2 separate regions of the Mus musculus genome follow, and region 1 is linked to region 2. Evidence: chromatin contacts called from public Hi-C data. All regions are on one chromosome and are shown on one strand. Each heading gives the region's core, a stretch centred on a gene start, on an enhancer-like site or on the middle of the called end of the contact. The rest is flanking DNA. Distances are from core to core; before and after follow the strand shown.

Region 1 (6,078 bases), core at 1,346-3,845, 310 kb before region 2:
ATGAAAGGACAGAGGGCTGTCAAGCCAGGAAGCAGCTAACTGAGCTCAAACAAAGGGGTATTATAAAGCCTTGGTAGGGGAGACAAGCTCCGGGGGAGGGTGGCGTCCCTGACCTGCCAACACTTGTAATTGTTACATCAGACAGATGGGAACTGCCCAGCCCTGCCAGGGTGGGGTACCTTTCTCCTTTCTCTGTTTCCAAGGGTGTTTTATCTGCTGTTTATTTTCCTGGTTCTGTAAAAGCCTCGGGTGACACATTAATATTTCAAACGCGATTGCCAAAAACCCAAAACAAAACAACTAGCCCCAACCTGGGCACATGTGGTGCCTGAAGTTCTGGGGAGCCCCTGGCTGTCTCCCTCATGATCTGACTCCAGGGCTTCTGTATTCTCTGGGCGGTTAGGGAAGGTGATATCCAGTGTTACAGAAAGATGTACTGTGCCCTGGCAAGTGCCCATGGATCAGGTCTGCTGGTGTGCCACCGAGCCCTCTGTCCCCCTCTGAGGCTAACTATGTCCCATGTCCACTGTGGATAGGAGGCAGCTTCCCATGTTTGCTGAGCACCAGCCCAGCCCAACCCTTGGAGGACTGAGCACAGGTGCCACTCCAACCCCGCTTGGCAGGCGAGTTCATGAGGGCTCGCCCTCCTCAGGCTCAGCATGGACAGCATGACCTTGATCTCTCGGTGCCTTGTGGGACCCTGGCTGGCCATCCCACAGCAATGGAAGCTTATCCACAGTCAGCTGCATTTGTAGGCTCCAGGCAGATGGCGTAAAGAACAGCACACCTCGCCGGGCGTGGTAGTGCACGCCTTTAATCCCAGCACTCGGGAGGCAGAGGCAGGCGGATTTCTGAGTTCGAGGCCAGCCTGTCTACAGAGTGAGTTCCAGGACAGCCAGGGTTACACAGAGAAACCCTGTCTCAAAAAAATGAACAGCACACCTCGATAGGAATGGGAGGTATCCGGCTATCCACTCCAGAAGGTTCTGAGGTAGAAGAACCTCTTATCTCCAGCCCCACTCTGTCTCCCTGTCTGACACAGCAGGGTGTCCTGAGGGTCCCCAACTCCTGGGATAAAAGGGACCCAACGTGACTGAGAGAACACCAAATTTAAGATGCGTCTTATTTAAGATAGAGCCTCATTGGAGTGTGAGCCAATTGCTAGATGTTTTGTTTTAAGACAGGGTCTACCTCGCTGTATAGCTCTGGTGTCCTGGAACTCACTATGTAGACTAGGCTGACTTCAAACTCATAGAGATCTGCCTGCCTCTGCATCTGGAGTGTTGGGATGAAAGGTGTGTACGACGTTCAGCCAGTGGCTCGTCTCCGTGGACATCTCCTCAAAGGACAGGGTTTCTTGTTCTTATTCACTCAGAATAAAAGCTTTATCATGTGGAAAAGCACCTGCAAGATGGGACTTGAACATTCCTCAGCCCAGCCTCTTAAATCTATGCATTACAAAGTCAATTGCTCATCTGCAGGAGCTCTTGGAAGTCAACCATCATCTGTAAACTGACATACGGGGCATGGGGGTGGGTGAATCTTTTATCTGTATTTTTTTTTCCTTCTTTCTCTCTGAGAAGGTCTTAGTACACACAAGCTAGCCTTGACCTCATCGTGTAGCCCAAGCTGGCCTTGAACTTGACCCTCCTACTTCAACTCTCTACATGCTGGGGTTACAGGCATTTGTCACTTATATAACCCTGTATAACCCTTCCCTAATGGGGCCTCTAGGTACCCAAATGCTGGGACAGGGACATTTCTGTCTATGAGAACGTAACAGATTGGGAACACCAAGCACACAGTGGACGATTCCCACGCCCCCATCAGAGCCCTGCTTGCTGAATTCACCAGCCTTGATTCTCACACATTCCAGAGCCTGTTAGGAGGAAAGTCTGAATCCTCCAAATGACAAGAGTCAGCAAGATATCCAGGAGGGTGGTGCAGTATCAAGAGAGGGCATTTGCTGTAGGACTGGATGGGGCCACCGTTTAAAGGACTATTAGCCACAGAAGGTCAGAGAAGAATAGATGGGAGTCATTAAGGACCTTAGGCTCGTCTTCCCTTCCCTGGGTTCCTCTTTCAGGTTTGGTCAAAAGATGTTGGGCCCTGGGGCCCTGGGCGACACTGGATGGCCAGGCTGCTGGCTGGGCCCCTGTCTTCACCCTCACATCTCACCAGTTGAGGCCCTGCCTGGCCCTCCTTGAGGACAGGGGTTGCAAGAGACAGATCGGGATATATGCTAAAAGCACTTCAAATTTCTCCCCTGGCCTGACCTTTCTTCTGTCTTGGAGGCCAGCTCAGAGCTGCTCCAGCAAGGACCCCTGGGCTGAGGAGCCGCAGAGCTGCAGAGTCTCAGAGTCGCGGAGTCGCAGAGCCACCTCTGAGATGCACTGTTGTGTCACTGACTTCTCCCTTAGTTGTTTCATGACTTCATGTGTGTATTTTAACAAAGCAGCCAGGCGCTGTTATGAGACGCGTCCAGCAGAGGGTAGCAAAGGCTCTTGTTCCAACAAACTCAAGGGCTCCTGGCTCATGCGTGTTGCCAACAGAAGAAAGAGGGTATTGTGTTGGATCTGAGAGGAGCCACCTCAGCTCTTGCAGGACCAAAGGCCTGGGCAGCCTGACATCATCTCAAACAACCCGTGCCCTTGACACTTGAACACACAGCTGACCAGGGTCTCTGGAGAGACGTCGCTGTCTGGGGACAGCAAACAGCCAGTGAGTGCATCCTGGAACAGACTCTCCTCACACACAAGATTCCATATCGCCAAACACCGTGACCCCAGGCAGAAAAGCTTTAGGAAACTCATTGAATAGGAGTTCTTCTAACTGATAACTTCTCTCTCTTTTTTAAGACAGGGTCTCACTATGGAGAGGAGATGGGCCTCGAACTCACCTACCTCTGCCTCTTGAGTGCTGAGATTAAAGGCTTGTGCCACCATGCCCCTCCCCACCACTACAGACACTCTCTCTTAAAATATTTTTAGATGGATTTGCGTTTCGTGTGTGTGAGTATTTTGCCTGCATGTATGTCTTGTGTATCATGTGTGTTCTGGTATTTGTGGAAGCCAGAGGAGTCCCCTAGAATTGGAGTTACAGATGGGGTGAGCCTCCATATGGATGCCAAGAATCAAGCCTAGGTCTTCTGGAACAGTAAGCCAGTGCTCTTAATCCTGGAGTATTTATTAAAAATAGATCCCGGTTACTGCATATAATATATAAAGGAAAAGAATGTGCATTTTGTTTTATTCAAGTCTCTTTGGGCATGAGGAGGAAGATTGTATGACCAACTGGTCAAAGGAGATGAACAATAGCCCTGGAAACATAGTGGGTGCCTTATAGCCTCAGCCAGTGAACCTACAGGCCTGATTTGCATGTGACCACAAGATTGAGCAGGAAGTAGGAAAACATTGGGAAGAGAAGTCAGCCTACAGTGTAGATGACACTCAAAGCAGGTTTGGTGCCATGATGTTCCAAGATCCTCTCCCACATGACCCCTTAGGGTTGCAACCCGGCCTCTAAAGGATCTGACATTTCCCTATGCCAGCAGGCTCTAACCCTGCTAATGCTGCGACCCTTTAGTGCACTTCCTAATGTTTTGGTGACCCCCCACCCATAAGGTTATCTCACTGCTACTTTATAATGGTGATTTTGCTACTGTTATGACTCCTGATGCCAACACTTGCATCTGCTGATGGTCTTAGGCAACGTCTGTGGAAGGGTTGTTCACCACCGAAGAGGTCACGGCCCCCCATGGGTTGATAGCCTGTGCCTTCTGACATCATCTTCGGAGAATATCTCAAATGAGAGAATGTGTCTAAATCCAAAAGAAAAAAAAAGGAAAGAAAGAAAGAGAGAGAGAGAGAAGGAAAGGAAAGGAAAGGAAAGGAAAGGAAAGGAAAGGAAAGGAAAGGAAAGGAAAGGAAAGGAAAGGAAAGGAAAGGAAAGGAAAGGAAAGGAAAAAAGAGAAGCTTGAACATGAATTGTAAAACTCTAAGGGCGATGCCTCAGAGCTCCCAGCCCCAGCCCCTGACCTGCTCAGCCAAGCACTCCTTTGTTGCCCTCTGGCTATGCAAAGCTATCGCAACAGTGTATCCATTGTTTTTGGAAGGAAACTCGAGGCTTTTTTCCACATGGTCTTAAAAATATTTTATTGATCTGTGGAACTATACAAATAAAATGTCTGTATGGAAATTCTACTAAGATGTGTACTGGGTGGTGCATACATCCCCTAACATTTCAGTGCAAGAGAGCTTGAAGGTCCTCAGTGGCTGGTGCCTGCTTTCAGAGGGTTAATAACTCTGAAGACACCCAAACAAACAAACACACTAACAAACTAACAAACAAACCTGTTAGATGGGGAGAGTGCTTTTCACTTGGCAGAGATAGAGTGGTATTTAGCGACATCGGTACCACATGACGTAAGCAGAACCATCATCCACGCATGCCTCATTCATCCTACTTGGGGTTATACCTCACACGACCAAGACCCTTGTGGTAGTTTGAATAGATATGACCCCCATAGACTTATGTGTTTGAATTCATGGCCCATAGGGAGTGGCACTATTAGGAGATATAGCCTTCTTGGAGGGAGTGTGTCACAGTGGGGGTGGGCTTTGAGGTCTCCTATGCTCAAGCTCTGCCCAGTGTGGAATACAGTCTCCTTCTCTGCCTTTGGATCGAGATATAGAATTCTGGCTCCTCCAGCACCATGTCTGCCTGCACACTGCCATGCTTCCCACCATGATGATAATGGACTAAACCTCTGAAACTAAGCCAGCCCCAATTCAATGTTTTCCTTTATAAGAGTTGCCTTGGTCATGGTGTCTCTTCACAGCAATAAAGCCCTAATTGAGACAACCCTTTCCCTGGCATGAGGTGTAGGGTGGTCACTGGGACTGTGCACTGATGCCCCTGTGTCTCCAGTCACACAACAGAGGGAAGCACTGCCTTGTCCTCTTCTGGTCCACTAGGCTGTGTCACCAGTAATAGCCAGTGAGGTAATGGTATTTAGTGCCAGAGAGTGCTAAGCACTCTTACCCCACCATCAGTCAGGAAGAACCACACTGCTCTAGATGGTTGGCTAGGTCCTGGAGTAAAGATGACAGAACTGAGCCTCAGCCAACCCCTGCAGGCGACACGAGTGAGAAGAGGCTGTAACTCTTCAGTCTCTGGGATGCTGGGGATGCTGTCAACTTGACACAATCTAGAAAGTCCTAGGGGACCTTAGTGAGGGGATTGTCTCTATCTAGGTTAGCCTTTGAGCATGCTTGTGAAAGATTGTCTAGATTTGTAATTGGTGTTGGAAGACCCAGCCCACTGTGAGCAGCACTATTCCTTAGGCAGGGGATCATGAACTGATTTCTCTCTGCTTTGGACTATAAATGTACTGTGACTCCCTGCTTCAGGCTCTCGACATCTTGACTGCTTCACAGTAAAGGGCTGTAACCTGGAACAGTGAACTAAAATAAACCTATTATCCTTGGGTGTTTTGTTTGTTTGTTTGTTTAGTGTTTTTTAAATGTATGAATACACAGTAGCTGTTCTTAGACACACCAGAAGAGGGCATCAGACTCCATTACAGATGGTTGTGAGCCACCATGTGGTTGGTGGGAACTGAATTCAGGACCTCTGGAAGAGCAGTCAATGCTCTTAACCGCTGAGCCATCTCTGCAGCCCTAGGGTGGGTTTTGTTGCTGTTGTTGCTTGTTTGTTGTTTTTGTTTGTTTGTTTTTAAAAGAGTGTTTTATAACAGCGACAGAAATGAAACTATGATACCAGGGTGTTTGGCAAGTATGGCACCACCAAGCCTGTCCCAATGTGATGGAGATTGGTGCCAGACGTGGGCCCTGATGCAACCAACCCCATGTGACTTTAACATCAGGACTCACAGCCAGGCACCAACCTTCAGTGGTTGGAAGGAGGGGATCAGTGTTATGCAAAACACTTGGCAAGATTGCAAGGATGCAGGCTGAGTATCTCATGACCTTGTGGCCCAGGAAGGAGGGCACAAAGAGAGTTTTTGCTTATGTACTGGGAACTCGCTGGGTGAGCTGCGCTCAACTGCAGCAAGGA
Region 2 (6,675 bases), core at 3,091-5,590:
GGTAAACAGACAGGATTGGGAAAAAAAGGAAGCAGGAAGCAAAGATGGTTCTGATAGATTCAACCTCTCCATAGAGATGCCCCATATGAGAGTGGCTTTTCACCTTGCTTCCTGAAGCTTCTGTGTGGCCATCCTCTTGCCAAGACTCCCCAGCCTCCGTTTGTTGTTCTGATCTGGAAAGTTGGGCCTTTTTAGTCTTGCATGCAGACCTCCACCTGCCCTGCAGTCTTTCATTTGTTTGTCTGTTTTTCTTTCTTTTTTTTCTCGACACAGTGTTTTTCTGTGTAGTCCTGGATATCCTGGAACTCACTCTATAGACCAGGCTGGCCTCGAACTCAGAAATCCGCCTGCCTCTACCTCCCAAGTGCTGGAATTAAAGGCGTGTACCACCATGCCCTGCTGTTTGTTTGTTTTTCAAGACAGGGTTTCTCTGTTGTTGTCCTGGAACTCATTCTGTAGAGCAGGCAAGTCTGGAACTCATGAGATCCACCTGCCTCTGCCTCCCGAGTGCTAGGACCAAAGGCATGTGCCACCACTGTGCAGCTACCTGCAATTTCTATCATGATTGCTGAGGTCCTCAAAGTCCCTGTTATTGCGTGTACGTGCCATGGGAGCTTCAATAGGTGGGGCTCAGGCCATGGGTTATATCCTTGTCTGTGTGAGCAGGTTCTTCATTAGAAGCACAATTCATATGAATTCTTGACGCAGTGGACATTTTACTCACATATAGAAACATATTTATTTATTTGTGTGTTTGGTTGCATACCTATGCTATGGTATGTACCTGGAGGTCAGATGACATTTTTTTTTTCCCCCCTGATACAGGGTTTCTCTGCATAGCCCTGGCTGTCCTGGAACTCACTTTGTAGACCGGGCTGGCCTTGAACTCAGAAATCCGCCTGCCTCTGCCTCCCGAGTGCTGGGATTAAAGGCGTGCGCCACCACGTTCGGCCAGATGACTTCTTTAAGGACTCAGTTTTCTCCTTCCGCCGAGTAGATTCTAGGGGTCACACTGAGGTCATTAGGTTGGATGGGAAGCATCTGTACCACTGAGTTAATATATACATTTTTACATTATACATTTTATACATCCCTTTATACATAAACTTTGTTTTGCTGAAGATATGTTTTCGAGTAAGATGTTTACATTTAACTAGCACATTTCCACTCCCTGTACTTTTTTATTACTGCAGAACTGAGTTCCCATAGTCAACCTGAAGAAATTTCCTTTACTTTTACTTATTGTGAAGGTCCGTGGTAGATGTGTAAGAAATGAACTGTTATGGTTCATTTTCAGTATGAGGTGAGTTTATAGCTCATCACAGAGTCACAGCTAAGCAGGAAGCAATAGGTCTCCCTCTCCCCTGAGCTGCTGGCTGGTGCTGGCTTCTCTCAGAATTCTGAAGGTTGAAGAGTTGCAGAAGTCTGAGTCTTAGGGTTTCCACTGCTGTGAAAAGACACCATGACTAAGGCAACTCCTATAAAGGACAACATTTAATTGGGGCTGGCTTACACAGTATTATCATGGCAGAAAGTATGGCAGTGTCCAGGCAGGCATGGTACTAGAGGAGCTGAGAGTCCTATTGTCTTCACCCAAAGGAAGCCAGGGGCAGACTGTTTCCTGGCAACAAGGAGGAAGGTCTTAAAGCCCTCCCCCACAGTGACTCACTTCTTCTAACAAGGTCACACCTACACCAGCAAGGCCTCACCTCCTAGTAGTGCCACTCCCTGGGCCAAGCATATTCAAACTATCACATTCCACTCCCTGACCCCCATAGGCTAGGTCAAACACTTGAGTCTATGGGGGCCACACCTAGCCATAGTATAGTGCAAAATACATTTAGTCTTACTTCAAAAGTCCCATAGCCTAGTCTCAGCAATGTTAAAAGTCCAAAGTTCAAAGTCTCTTCTAAGATTCATCTAAACACTTAACTGTAATCTCTTATAAATCAAGATCAAAAAGCAGATCACATACTTCCAAAGTCACAGGATATACATTACCATTCCAAAACATCAGAGTGAGGAAATCCTGAACAAAAGCAAGACCAAATGCCAGCTGGAAACTCCAAACTCTGCATCTCCATGTCTGATTTCAATTCATTTATGCTTAATTGACAATTCTCTTTGGTGGGTTCCACTCCCTATTAGCAGATTTCCTTACCAGGTATCACATAACTCTGGCCTCTGGAATATTTTAGGGTCTCCAAAGCAACTTCAATGTTTATAGTTTCTTGTTTCAATGTCTGGGATCCACACGATTTTCGGGGTTCCTCCAAAGGGACCTGTCATTTCTCCAGCTCTGCCTTCTGTAGCACTCTAGGCTCTGGTTGACTCCATTCCACTGCTGCTGCTGTTCCTGGTGGTCATCCCATGGTGCGGTGCTGGCATCTCTAATACGCTGGGATTTCTCACTGCAATTAGGCGTCGTCAATAGCCTCTCATAGGCTCCCTTTAAGGTACCTGACCTTAACTTCTTTGCATGATCCCTCAGGCCTGGGCCATCAACTGCAACTCAAGCTGCACTTTCACCAATGGCCTTCCCTGGCATCTCACAGTGCCAAGCTAAGCTGCTCTCCATAACACTTTACGCCTTCAAAACTAGTACCACTTGGGTGATTCTTATACATTACCAAGTCTGGCTTCCAGCATGAGGTACATCCCCGGCTATTTCTAGAACACAGCTTCTTTCTGCTTTTAGAAAATACTTCCCAGAAGATTTCACCTCAGTGATGCTGGTCTCTTCATAATCACCACTAATTTCTTAGCTCCAGCTAAACAGCATCAATTGCCCCAGTAGTCCCTTCTATTCTTGACTCTAAAGCCAGAGCCACATGCCCGAAGCTGCTGAGTTCTGCTGCTTGCTGGAGCTGGGACATGGGCACCTTGTCTTATGACATTATCACCAACCTTTTGTTTTTCAACTCCTTCAGTGCCTAACTTGGCTGTCCTGGAACTTTCTCTGTAGATTATGCTGGCCTTGAACTCAGAGATCCTCCTGCCTTTGCCTCCAGAGCACCTGCCTGTCTCTAGAATGCTAGGATTAAATGTGTGTCCCATCACTGCCCGGCCTGCCCGGCTATCTACCCTCACTTCTTCTTTTTTTTTTTTTAAAGATTTATTTATTTATTATATGTAAGTAAGTACACTGTAGCTGTCTTCAGACACTACAGAAGAGGGAGTCAGATCTTGTTACAGATGGTTGTGAGCCACCATGTGGTTGCTGGGATTTGAACTCCGGACCTTCGGAAGAGCAGTCGGGTGCTCTTACCCACTGAGCCATCTCACCAGCCCCTACCCTCACTTCTTAATGCTTGTCTTACAGGTATTCACTATCAAACCCAGCTTCTAGAACTTCTTTTTCAGGCGTAACAGTAGACTATGCAGATGTAGCTCACTGGTAGAGGCTTGGCCGGACTTGAGGCCTTAGGGCTCCAAAGATACTGCACATTCCTACATAGTGGCACACTCTTAATTGCAGCACTTGGGTGGCAGAGGCAGGCAGATTTCTGAGAGTTCCAGGCCAGCCTGGTCTACATAGGGAATTCCAGGACAGACAGAGGTACATAGCGAGATTCTGTCTCTAACAAAACAAATCACTGGATAATATCCCATTTCCATGTAAACAGTCATTCGGGTTAGCTATTATAAATAATGACATACAAATATGTTAGAATCGGTGTTTTCTACGCGTTGGTTATACACCTAGACGTGGGACTGTCTGATCACGTGGTAACTACCGTGAGTTTTTTTTTTTTTTCAGTATTTTCTAGAGGTTGCAGCCTTTCCTACTAAATGCCCTCAAGAATTTTCTTAACACCTGTAATCATCCGAAAAAAAAAATTGCCTCCGATTCCTTTTCGCTGTTCTCGTGCTGCTGCGGCAGCAAAGGCGTTAAAATGGCATCCCTTTGATTCCAGGTCCGGAGGCAGAGGAAAGAGAACTTCCGTAAGTTCGAGGCCAGCCTAGTCTACATAGCGAGTTCCCCAGTTATGTTTCTCTCCAGCCAGAAATACATCCTGTCTCAAACAAATAAATTGATAAAAGGAATTCCTGGGTCTAGGGGAAACTGTTAGCAACCTATCTCCTCCAAGTCTTCCGAGGAACCCCCAGCGGTGGAAATGATGCGCAGGAATTGGTGCAGAAGCCAGATTGCGGGCCACTTCCGGGCGCTTCAAGATGACGGATTTTTCTCGTTCTGCGCATGCGTCCTTCCAGGGTTGCCGGGGCGACGGTGCCTTCCAACCCCGTGTCCACGCATAGTGAAGTTCGGCGTTCTCTCCTCCCCGCCTGCGGGGACCAGTCGCGCGGCGATGACGTCGAGGGGGTCTGGCTAGGCGTCGCGGACTCCGGAGATGGAGGAAAAGGAGCAGCTGCGGCGGCAGATACGCCTCCTGCAGGGTGAGCTGGCTGCGGTCGGGCCGTGTGTTCCCTTGTTTCTTGTGATCGCCGTAGACCCTCTCCGAAGCGAGTGCTGTCGGTTGCGGTCTCCCGATGGTCGTCATGGGTGGGCATCGGAGCGGCCGAGTCGGGTTCGGCCCTCGCGTGACAGACCCGCCAGGCTTCGGGGCGAGGGAGCGGGCCGGGCCTCCAAGGGGCTGTCAGGAGATGATAGCACGGTGGTCTTACCAGCGAGTGGTCGCGGCAGCCGACTTCCAGGTTCGGCTGGCTCGGAAGCGTTTCTCTTCCGCTGCCGTTGAGTGCCTTTGGCTCGATTCAGGCACAGCCCCCACGTACTCAGGGCTGACTACCCAGGCACCAGCTTCAGCTTCAAATGTTTAGACTCAAGTTGGTCTTTATAAGCGTTCATATCGTTTTCAAAGTTTCCCCCACAAAAGCATGTCCTAAGGAGAGTCCAAGTGGCCTTCCTATTTGAGACTACTTCGTGCGTTTCCCTAACACCCGACCGGAGGTGTCTGGCAGGATTCGAGGGTCGAGGCAGGCCCTGTGTGTGTGTGTGTTTGGTTATTGGGGATCCAGCGAGCCTGCTGGCGTTCCTTCACTCTTCTTCCAGGGCTCCATGAGTCACTTCATTGGAAAATCCTTGTGGTGGTGGTATCAGGTGTTTTTCTGTAGGAGATGATGTTAGTTAGCTGTTGGGTCATCATTGTGTTTTTGTTTTTTTGTTTTTTATTTCTGTCTGTCACGTACTGGGTTAGAGAAGCGTCAGTTCTGAGAAGACAGTTATGCACTATGGTGCAGTCCTGCAATTTTCCCCGTGAGTGGGTAAACTACAGGGCCTCAGTGGAAGACTTGTCCAGTTCTTACCCAGGCACCACAGGTTTCTGGTCCCTGACTGTTTTTTTTTGTTTTTTTGTTTTTTTTTTTGGTTTTTTTTGTTTTTTGTTTTTTGTTTTTTTTGTTTTTTTTTTTTTGGTATAGGGAGTGACACTTGCTCTCAGAACATTGTAGATCTCATAGGCCAGGGGGTAGAAGCAGTCATACCACAAAAGCTGCCATCTTCAGGATAAGCAAGCCAAATACTAATAGTGATGGAGAAGTGCTCACAGAATTGACAAGCCTAGAGATTTGGACTGAACTTTACATGGTTTCCAGTCACTTAGGACTGCTCTCAAGTCAGCAAGGCGAGCAGGTCTGGAGTATTAGGGTAGGGGTAGTAGTCTTGATTGGTGCTGTTTTTATTCACATCTCCTAGGTAACTGAGCGTGTGATTCTGCCTTCTCAGGTCTAATTGATGACTATAAAACACTCCACGGCAATGGCCCTGCCCTGGGCAACTCATCAGCTACTCGGTGGCAGCCACCCATGTTCCCGGGTGGCAGGACCTTTGGCGCCCGCTACTCCCGTCCAAGTCGGAGGGGCTTCTCCTCACACCATGGCCCTTCGTGGCGCAAGAAATACTCCCTTGTGAATCAGCCTGTGGAATCTTCTGACCCAGCCAGCGATCCTGCTTTTCAGACATCCCTCAGGTCTGAGGATAGCCAGCATCCTGAACCCCAGCAGTATGTACTGGAGAGACAGGTCCAGCTCAGTCCAGATCAGAATATGGTTATTAAGATCAAGCCACCATCAAAGTCAGGTGCCATCAATGCTTCAGGGGTCCAGCGGGGGTCCTTGGAAGGCTGTGATGACCCCTCTTGGAGTGGCCAAAGACCCCAAGGAAGTGAGGTTGAGGTCCCTGGTGGACAACTGCAGCCTGCAAGGCCAGGAAGAACCAAGGTGGGTTACAGTGTGGACGACCCCCTCTTGGTCTGCCAGAAGGAGCCTGGCAAGCCTCGGGTAGTGAAGTCTGTGGGCAGGGTGAGTGACAGCTCTCCCGAGCATCGGCGGACAGTCAGTGAAAATGAAGTGGCCCTCAGGGTACACTTCCCATCTGTCCTGCCCCATCACACTGCTGTGGCTCTGGGCAGGAAGGTAGGCCCTCATTCTACCAGCTATTCTGAACAGTTCATTGGAGACCAAAGAGCAAACACTGGCCACTCAGACCAGCCAGCTTCCTTGGGGCCAGTGGTGGCTTCAGTCAGACCAGCAACAGCCAGGCAGGTCAGGGAGGCCTCACTGCTCGTGTCCTGTCGAACCAGCAAGTTTCGGAAAAACAACTACAAATGGGTAGCTGCCTCAGAAAAGAGCCCACGGGTCGCTCGGAGAGCCCTCAGTCCCAGAACAACTCTGGAGAGCGGGAACAAGGCCACTTTGGGTACAGTTGGAAAGACAGAG

What was found. A called contact is a pair of places that touch in the nucleus more often than the background predicts.
Region 1: a contact with region 2 is called in a Hi-C map of the N1E-115 cell line, with 8 times the contacts expected there. The contact joins the enhancer-like site here to the promoter of Zc3h3 in region 2. A contact is called at or near these places in 5 of 39 promoter capture datasets (the C10 cell line, cranial neural crest, frontonasal cranial neural crest and 2 more), 5 of 484 Hi-C or Micro-C datasets (the Ba/F3 cell line, the N1E-115 cell line, cerebellum and 2 more), 4 of 115 datasets of contacts at active chromatin or transcription factors (embryonic stem cells and pancreatic cancer cells) and 2 of 9 other capture datasets (adipose tissue and pancreatic islet).

What each region holds. Positions count from the first base shown.
Region 1 is chr15:76,152,533-76,158,610 of GRCm38.p6, reverse strand. No RefSeq gene overlaps it. Among named protein-coding and RNA genes, the nearest start is that of Gm35087, 23 kb to the right of the region's middle. Within about 2 kb of position 2,595, at least 82 of the 459 cell types and tissues checked have an H3K27ac peak or open chromatin away from gene starts, as enhancers often do. A contact at or near this core is called in the N1E-115 cell line, cerebellum and pancreatic cancer cells, where this site is marked.
Region 2 is chr15:75,839,573-75,846,247 of GRCm38.p6, reverse strand. Zc3h3 (zinc finger CCCH type containing 3) reads left to right here and starts at 4,340. Exons shown (of 12, transcript NM_172121.1): 1 at 4,340-4,398; 2 at 5,684-6,675. The coding sequence starts at 4,353. Gm34851 (a long non-coding RNA gene) reads right to left here and starts at 2,743. Exons shown (of 2, transcript XR_384203.2): 1 at 2,162-2,743; 2 at 1,078-1,447. It overlaps Gm46523 (a long non-coding RNA gene), which reads right to left and starts at 280. Exons shown (of 2, transcript XR_001781723.1): 1 at 104-280.